2 separate regions of the Oryctolagus cuniculus genome follow, and region 2 is linked to region 1. A link is a contact called in public Micro-C data. All regions are on one chromosome and are shown on one strand. The core of a region is the stretch at or near the end of the contact, and the rest is flanking DNA. Distances in the headings are between cores, read along the strand shown.

Evidence for each region. Hi-C and Micro-C count contacts between places; a contact is called where the count stands out from the background.
Region 2: a Micro-C map of ear pinna shows a contact between it and region 1, with 4 times the contacts expected there. The contact joins the enhancer-like site here to the promoter of BRCA2 in region 1. A contact is called at or near these places in 2 of 6 Hi-C or Micro-C datasets (ear pinna and an unstated tissue).

The regions. Positions count from the first base shown.
Region 1 is chr9:81,965,809-81,969,354 of mOryCun1.1, forward strand. It overlaps BRCA2 (BRCA2 DNA repair associated), which reads right to left and starts at 1,602. Exons shown (of 27, transcript XM_002720579.5): 1 at 1,293-1,602; 2 at 532-637. The coding sequence starts at 598. It overlaps ZAR1L (zygote arrest 1 like), which reads left to right and starts at 1,554. Exons shown (of 7, transcript XR_007913745.2): 1 at 1,554-3,546.
Region 2 is chr9:82,042,074-82,045,619 of mOryCun1.1, forward strand. All of the region lies in intron 6 of ZAR1L (zygote arrest 1 like), which reads left to right. FRY (FRY microtubule binding protein) reads right to left here. Exons shown (of 63, transcript XM_008273531.4): 55 at 559-725. Among named protein-coding and RNA genes, the nearest start is that of BRCA2, 76 kb to the left of the region's middle. Within about 2 kb of position 1,923, at least 5 of the 8 cell types and tissues checked have an H3K27ac peak or open chromatin away from gene starts, as enhancers often do. A contact at or near this core is called in ear pinna, where this site is marked.

The DNA of each region.
Region 1 (3,546 bases), core at 352-2,851:
ATTAACTGTGCACCCAGGTATGAGAATACAGCTATTTTCTATTAGGGCAGATGTTAAGGAGAACTGCAAAACAATTCCACTTATTCTTCTGAAAAAATATGCAATAGATTTATTTTCAAGTGAATTAATTTTTTTTTCAGTTCTTAGTTTTAATTTCTAACATGGCAGCCTACATAAACAAATTCTCTTTGCAGGGGTCTTAATCATGAATACTGTAACGAAAATGTTTGACAGTCTCTGTCAAAGTAACATCACCAATGCTTCTAATTTACTAGTCCTACTTTCTAAACAGTTCTTCCAGTTATTGCTCATCAAGAGGCCAGTCTCTTTATACAACTATGGGTTCTGTGTCTGTCGGGTTAACTGGTAAACTATTACTTTCTAAAGTGGACTTATGACTCCATATAGAGTAGCTTGCAGTGTAAAGAAAACCGAGAAGTACTGAATTTTTTTTTCAGCAAGCACGTATGTTACTTTTCTGAAAACAGTTTCTCGTTGAAATGTATCAAGTTTCATAAAACCAGCCAATACCTGTTGTGTTGCACCGCATCTTAAAAATGTCAAATAAAGTTGGCCTCTCTTTGGATCCAATAGGCATTTTTATGTACAATATTACTCCAAAGCTCGATAAGTCAGTCTGCAAGAGAAGACCAAAAGGTCCGTCACAGGGATGCATGTCGGGGTTGTGCTTGTGTCTAAAGCTACATCCTCTACCCGTTCTTCGGGACGCCGAACTCCCTGTGAGGATGGAAACATTCCACAGTTCTGTGCACTCACAGCAGCCACGGAAAACCCCTGGCGTGTGTGTCTACTGCGACTCAAGAACAGAATTGTCAATCTTTTCTTTTTAATTACGTTAACTAGTGGCTCCTGGTACAAACAAACACTGTCCGATAACTCCCAGTCAATGATCCGAGACTAACAATTATCTGGGACTTAAGTAAGGCAGATACAGGGTGCCCAGAAACTGTAAAGCACTTTCCAGGGTGGCAATATTCCGTTAAAGTAACGTTACCGTGTTTTCAATTAAGAACATTTCGCATCCGGACACCCGGAACAGCCAGGAGGCAGACCCAGCCAAGGCGTTGTGCAGCCCGGAGCCGGGAAGCCAGAGTCCCGAGGGAGGGGGCGGGGCTCGCCTTTGCTTTGGAACAAGGTTGTTTCTCTCAGGCAAGAGGCGGAAGTCGATACAGGCCGCGATTCCCACCCGGGAACCTGAGAGACCCTAGCCCGCCACCCCGGACCGCTGGGGCCGCGAAAGACATGCCCGTCTCCATCCCAGCCACACTAACCCGCTCCACAGGTACAGCTGGTATTTGGGCTCAGCAGTCTAAGAGAAAGCGCGCCAGCATTTAGATCACAGATCTGACCCCATCGGCTTTTCCGGCGGCGATCCACTGCCCTAGGCAAGACCCCAGACGCCGAGCTGAAGGAGCTCCGCCTCCATAGCCTTTTTCAGACGCTCGCGCCAAAAGCCCGCTCTGGGCACGTGACGTGAGGACGCTGTGACGAGGCACGCAGCGTACGCACTACCCGGAAGTGAGGCCGCCGTCGGCCGCTGCTGTTTCTCAGTGAGGCGAGAGGGGCTTGCCTGTTAGGCTCAGGAACCGGAAGACGAGGGAGCTGGCGTGTATGTTCGCTTCCTGACTTTTTTAGACCCGCCCGCCTTGTTCTGAAGGGGCGGCCGTTCGGTCTATGCGTAGTTCCCCAGCCTTTCTTCCTGCCCTGGATGACTTTTGGGTGGGCGCCCTCGGAACACGATTAAGGACCTTTAAAAAAACCTTCCCTTTATCCTTAGGGCAGGTGCTTGCTAAGCCTGTGCGCCAAAGTGAGCTGACCTTAGAAAACTCGTATAAAGTGGTCTGTATGTGGGTGCCTCACTTCCGGACTGCGTGGTAGTAAATGGAAGGCTCAGGGACTTGAAGTCAGTTCTAGCAGGTGTGTTTCCCATAGGTAGACTGTTCAGAGCGAGCCCATTTTCCCAGCCTGAAAAATTGTGAATCCCATGTTAACGCTCCTGCAGTGCTAGGTACTCTCCCCTGTAGACTTCTATGGTATCTTTTTAAATTCTTATGGTGTCAATTGCCCTGTTTTGAACTGACCTGGAAGATGGAACTTGATCTCAGTTTTGGAATTCACAGGGTCTGTATCTTGGCTAGAACAGTGTTCAATCTGTGTGTGATGTATGACTTATAAAATATTGAACTGAATAGGAGAGGTAAGAGCGGCTTAGGGCCCCTGCTGCTTCTACAGTGCACTTGAGCAAGGAACAGCAAAGGCAATCTTGGATTAGAGGCTCCACGTGGTTCCTTTGGTGCCATAATCAGTTTGATAATAATCCTCAGCTGTAGCAAGGGGCCTTACTAATGTAGATAGAAACTAAAGCTCCTCCCCCCGCCTTGTTTTTTAAAAGAATGAAAGCCACATTTTTACGTATTTGAAAGCAGAAAAATAGAGATAACCTGCCGGGTCACTCCACAAATGGTAACAAAAGCCAGGGCAGGGCCAGGCTGAAGCTGGGAGCTGGAAACAGCCTGGGTCTCCCATATGAGTGGCAAGGACCCAAGTACTAGGGCCGTTGTTACCTTCCACTGCCGGGGGTTAGCAGGAAGTGAAGCCAGACTCTGATATGCTGGTTTCCCAAGCAGCGTCTTAACCACTGTGCCAAATGCTGGTCCCACTACTGAAGCTTTTCATCTGCTATGTCTAATTAGCAAAGTAACACAGGTCTGCGTATGATCCTTATCTGATGATCACTGCTGCTTATGGAACATTTGGTAAATTAGGCAATCTGCTTTGGGCTTTACAAGTAATATCACAGTCTTAGAATAATCCTATAAGTTGGTTAGTAATGTCCAATGGGGAAACGTAATTAGGCAATTAAATAACTTCACTGGTAGTAGGGCCAAAGTTTGAAGTCCATTTTGACTTAAACCTAACTACCTTGCCATTAAGTCTATCATTACCCTACAAATCAGAATAGTATGTTTTTTCTTCCTTTCTGAAGGGAGAGGCTGGGGTGTCTCGCTAGGAATAGACTAGTGAGAGCTATTGGCACCTCATTACAACCCGCTGAAATTATTCTCTCTCGCTATATACAGCCCCCCCTCAACTTTGTGTTCTTTTGGTACCTGGGCTTAATTATACTCTTCTAATGTGGCTGTTCAAATAATTTATTACTTGTATTTAATTTATTTTATGCTTTATTTTTTACTTTTTTCTTAAAAGTTTACAGTATCTGATGTGTATGACTCGGAGTTTTGATGTACATGTGCCTAGTGGATGCTTACTACAGTTAAGCAGTTAACAAATCCATACCCTCACATGGTTACTCTTTGTACACCTGAAACATCTCAGCAGATTTCTAGTATGCAATACAGTTTACTGACTACAGTGACCATTAGATCTCTAAAATAACATTGTATTATATTAGATTCATTTTGCATTCATTTTACACAGCTGCAACTTTATACCCTCTGACCAACGTGTTCTCATTTCCCCTATGTTCCTGGTAAAACTGTTGTCTGTGCTTCTGTGTATTTGACT
Region 2 (3,546 bases), core at 673-3,172, 77 kb after region 1:
CCTCAAAACATATGAGGTCTGGGTGCCAGCGTTGTGGCACAGCTGGTTAAGCCACTACCTGCAATGCCAGCAACAAATATGAGTGCCAGTTCGAGGCTTGGCTGCTTCACTTCTGATCCAGCTCCCTGCTAATGCACTTGGGAAAGCAGCAGAAGATGGCCCAAGTGTTGAGCCCCTGGATAGAGTCCAAGGTCCTTGGTTTCCACCTGGCTCAGGCCCAGCCATTGCGGCTTTTTGGGGATTAAACCCAGTGGATGGAAGATTCTCTAAGTCAGCCTTCCAAACAAACATAAACATTTACAAGACCTGTACCATGTCCCCAGCCCTCTCTTTGGCTTTTCATGTTGCTTTATGGCCTTAGGAATTATGACCTGAGCATCCTTTCCTGGTTGCACATAAGACCCTCCACTGGGGTTGGGTGAAGCTAACTCAGTTGAGAGCTTACAAGTTCTATGTCACTTTAGACTGCTTCATTAGGAAGTCCCGGCAATGCAAGTGTGATGCTAAACTTCAGTTTGTCTGATGGAACTACAGTATTTCCACCAAGCACTTCATTACCTTGCAAGAGTAAACTGGTCCAGGGCTCGGTTGCCTTTTTCCTCTGCCTCGGTCATGTCTAGGCTGAAGCTGTCGCTGCATTCAAAAGCTGCTGGCAGTTCGTTGATGGAACTGGAAAGATCATCCTCATGCACGGTGGTGTCCTCCTCCTCCTGGACCGCCTCAGCCTGCAGAAGACAGAGCAGAAGCCCCCATATCTAAGAATATCCATGGGAAAATCCATTCAACGAAGGAAGGAACCGAAATGCTGAGAGTGACAGAAATGGAGATTGTTTTCTAGTCACAGTACAGGCAGTTGTAGAAACGGACTCAGGAATTCTCTGAAACACATACTGTTCATTCTTTATCTTCCGTTCAGTCTCTTCCCCAGTAGTCCCCAAAGGGGCTGCCAGATGAGCATGTCTGACCTATGCTTACGGGATGCAAATGCTAAACGTGGATAAGACCATAACATCTCCCCAGGTCCAACCTCCGCATTTTATAGCTGAGCAAATGAAGTTCTGTATGAGAAAGGGACTTGCCTAAAACCAGGGTGTAATCAGAGTTAGAGCCAGGATGAGAAACACCATCTCTGTGTCAGAACCCCTTCCACTGTACCACCGCAGCCTGCTGCAACAAGCCTATTCAGAATACTGCCCCATACAGAATCCCTTTGCCAAGGGAAACCAGAATTTGGAATCCTCAGTGCCTGCCACAGTGGATACCCAAGCAACATCTGTAGTGTACACAAGTGGTCCAGAGTCCTTCACTGTGCCTGCTGGTTGACAGGTTTTTCCACAGCGAAAGTCTTCTAAGACCCGCTTCCAGCCTTACATATGCATGTATGGACCTACGTGCTTTGCTCCTTAGAACAGGGGGAGCATCTGCGCTCATCTCGCTTCGACATGCAGAATGAGCAGTGAAATACAAGAGCCCCAGGGCAGGCAGAACTGAGATCAGGGAGAGACAGGAAAGAGATTTAGCAAGTCCAGTGGAAAAAGAGGCTGGGCTTGAACTTGGGCCAGGGGGAAATCAGCTGGAGAACTGACTGTTCTCTATGAGAGGAAGGAAGGCAACTGGATCACACACCAGGAGAAGAGAGGAAGAAAAAGATGCAAACATGTCTCAGTGAGTCACTTTCTTGAAAACAAACTAAGGAAAATAGAAATGTATATGAACTAAAGCTTTATCATGAGCCAACAGCTGGCTACCCACTTAGTTTGCAGTATCTTGAATATAGGATTAGAGGGCAAATGAACAAGAATGCTACATTTATATACTAGGAAAACAAGGTGTCTTGTGTCTTTGAAGGGATTGCTTGTAAATACTGAGTTTCAGAGGTCTATCCAGACCTGCTTTGTTCCGCAAAGCAAAACTACAGCATTGGCAGTGAGGCTGACCCTTGGGGAGTGGTCCAGGTTATCAGTGCTCGAAAACATTATCTCAGAGGAGAGCTGCGTTCTTAGCTATTTTCTCTAACATCACAAAATATATCAAATGTCGCAGATACCCAGCTCTTGTGAAAAACAGGATAGCTCTTCAGAAATGAAATTCACTTCTTCCTTGATGTAGGTGTCTACCACATAGATTGTGTTTTCAAAGAGAAATCTTTATAATTTAGCATTCACAATTGAAAAATGGAGAAAATTACTAAACCCACTGAGAAAAACCAAAAGCTAAAAACTTCATGTATTTTTTCCCTCATGAAATTTAATTTCTTAATCTAAGGCTCTGGCATTTTAAACTAGAGAAATTTCTTTCTTTCTTTCTTTCTTTCTTTCTTTCTTTCTTTCTTTCTTTCTTTCTTTCTTTCTTTCTTTTTCTTTCGCTCTCGCTCTCACTCTTGCTCTCGCTCTCTTTTCTTTCTTTCTTTCTTTTCTTTCTTTCTTGTTGTTGATACAGAAGGAGTCTGCTAACTCCAAGAATGCTGATAACAGACCCTTTGCAATATGGCAATCTTAGTCTTATTCAAGTTTTAACTATTTTAGGTCATTGCAATTTGTTGGTTGACTTTAGTTTGAAGAGAGTTTCTCTAGACCTCAGACCTGTTTTCTGTCCACTGTGAAACAACACAGAATGGTCAGTCTTATATTTTCCCATTAGATTTGTCAAGGAATACACTTCCATAAAAGTTTTTTCTATTTTCTCTTTCAAGCTTATACAATCATAATCAGACTCAGGATAAAGAAACTTTTGCTCTGTGATAATAGTAATAGATTATTTTGGTTTTTTTTTTTTTTTTTTTTTTTGGTATTTCTAACATAAGGAAATAAAATTCTACACTGATGGGCATATATATAGCCATAGCATGTGAGTGGATAGTTTTACGGACAGGGTCTTGCTTGGAAATCCTGATAAAGGTTTTTTTTTTTTTTTTTTTTTTTTTGGGCAGGCAGAGTGGACAGTGAGAGAGAGAGACAGAGAGAAAGGTCTTCCTTTGCCGTTGGTTCACCCTCCAATGGCCGCCGCGGCTGGTGCGCTGCGGCCGGCGCACCGCGCTGATCCGATGGCAGGAGCCAGGAGCCAGGTGCTTTTCCTGGTCTCCCATGGGGTGCAGGGCCCAAGCACCTGGGCCATCCTCCACTGCACTTCCTGGCCTGGAAGAGGGGCAACCGGGACAGAATCCGGCGCCCCGACCGGGACTAGAACCCGGTGTGCCGGCGCCGCTAGGCGGAGGATTAGCCTAGTGAGCCGCGGCGCCGGCCCGGAAATCCTGATAAAGTTTTAAAATGAAATAGACACTACTAGTTTATTTTTTCTTTTAAAATTCTATCAGGAAATTATATCCACTGGTTACTTTTCTCCTTGGAGCCTGCTAAGAGCATTATACTATGACTGACATCAGAAATTCCAATAGTATGCCAAAGGCGAGTGTTGAATCAATGCACAAATTGTACAGTTGGTTCCTACACAGGGAAAAATTTTCCCCAGTGCATGCACACACCCACACCTCACTTAGCAGTTCTCCAGTCACAGTGATCTCACACACCAATCAGCAGTTTTCAAGCA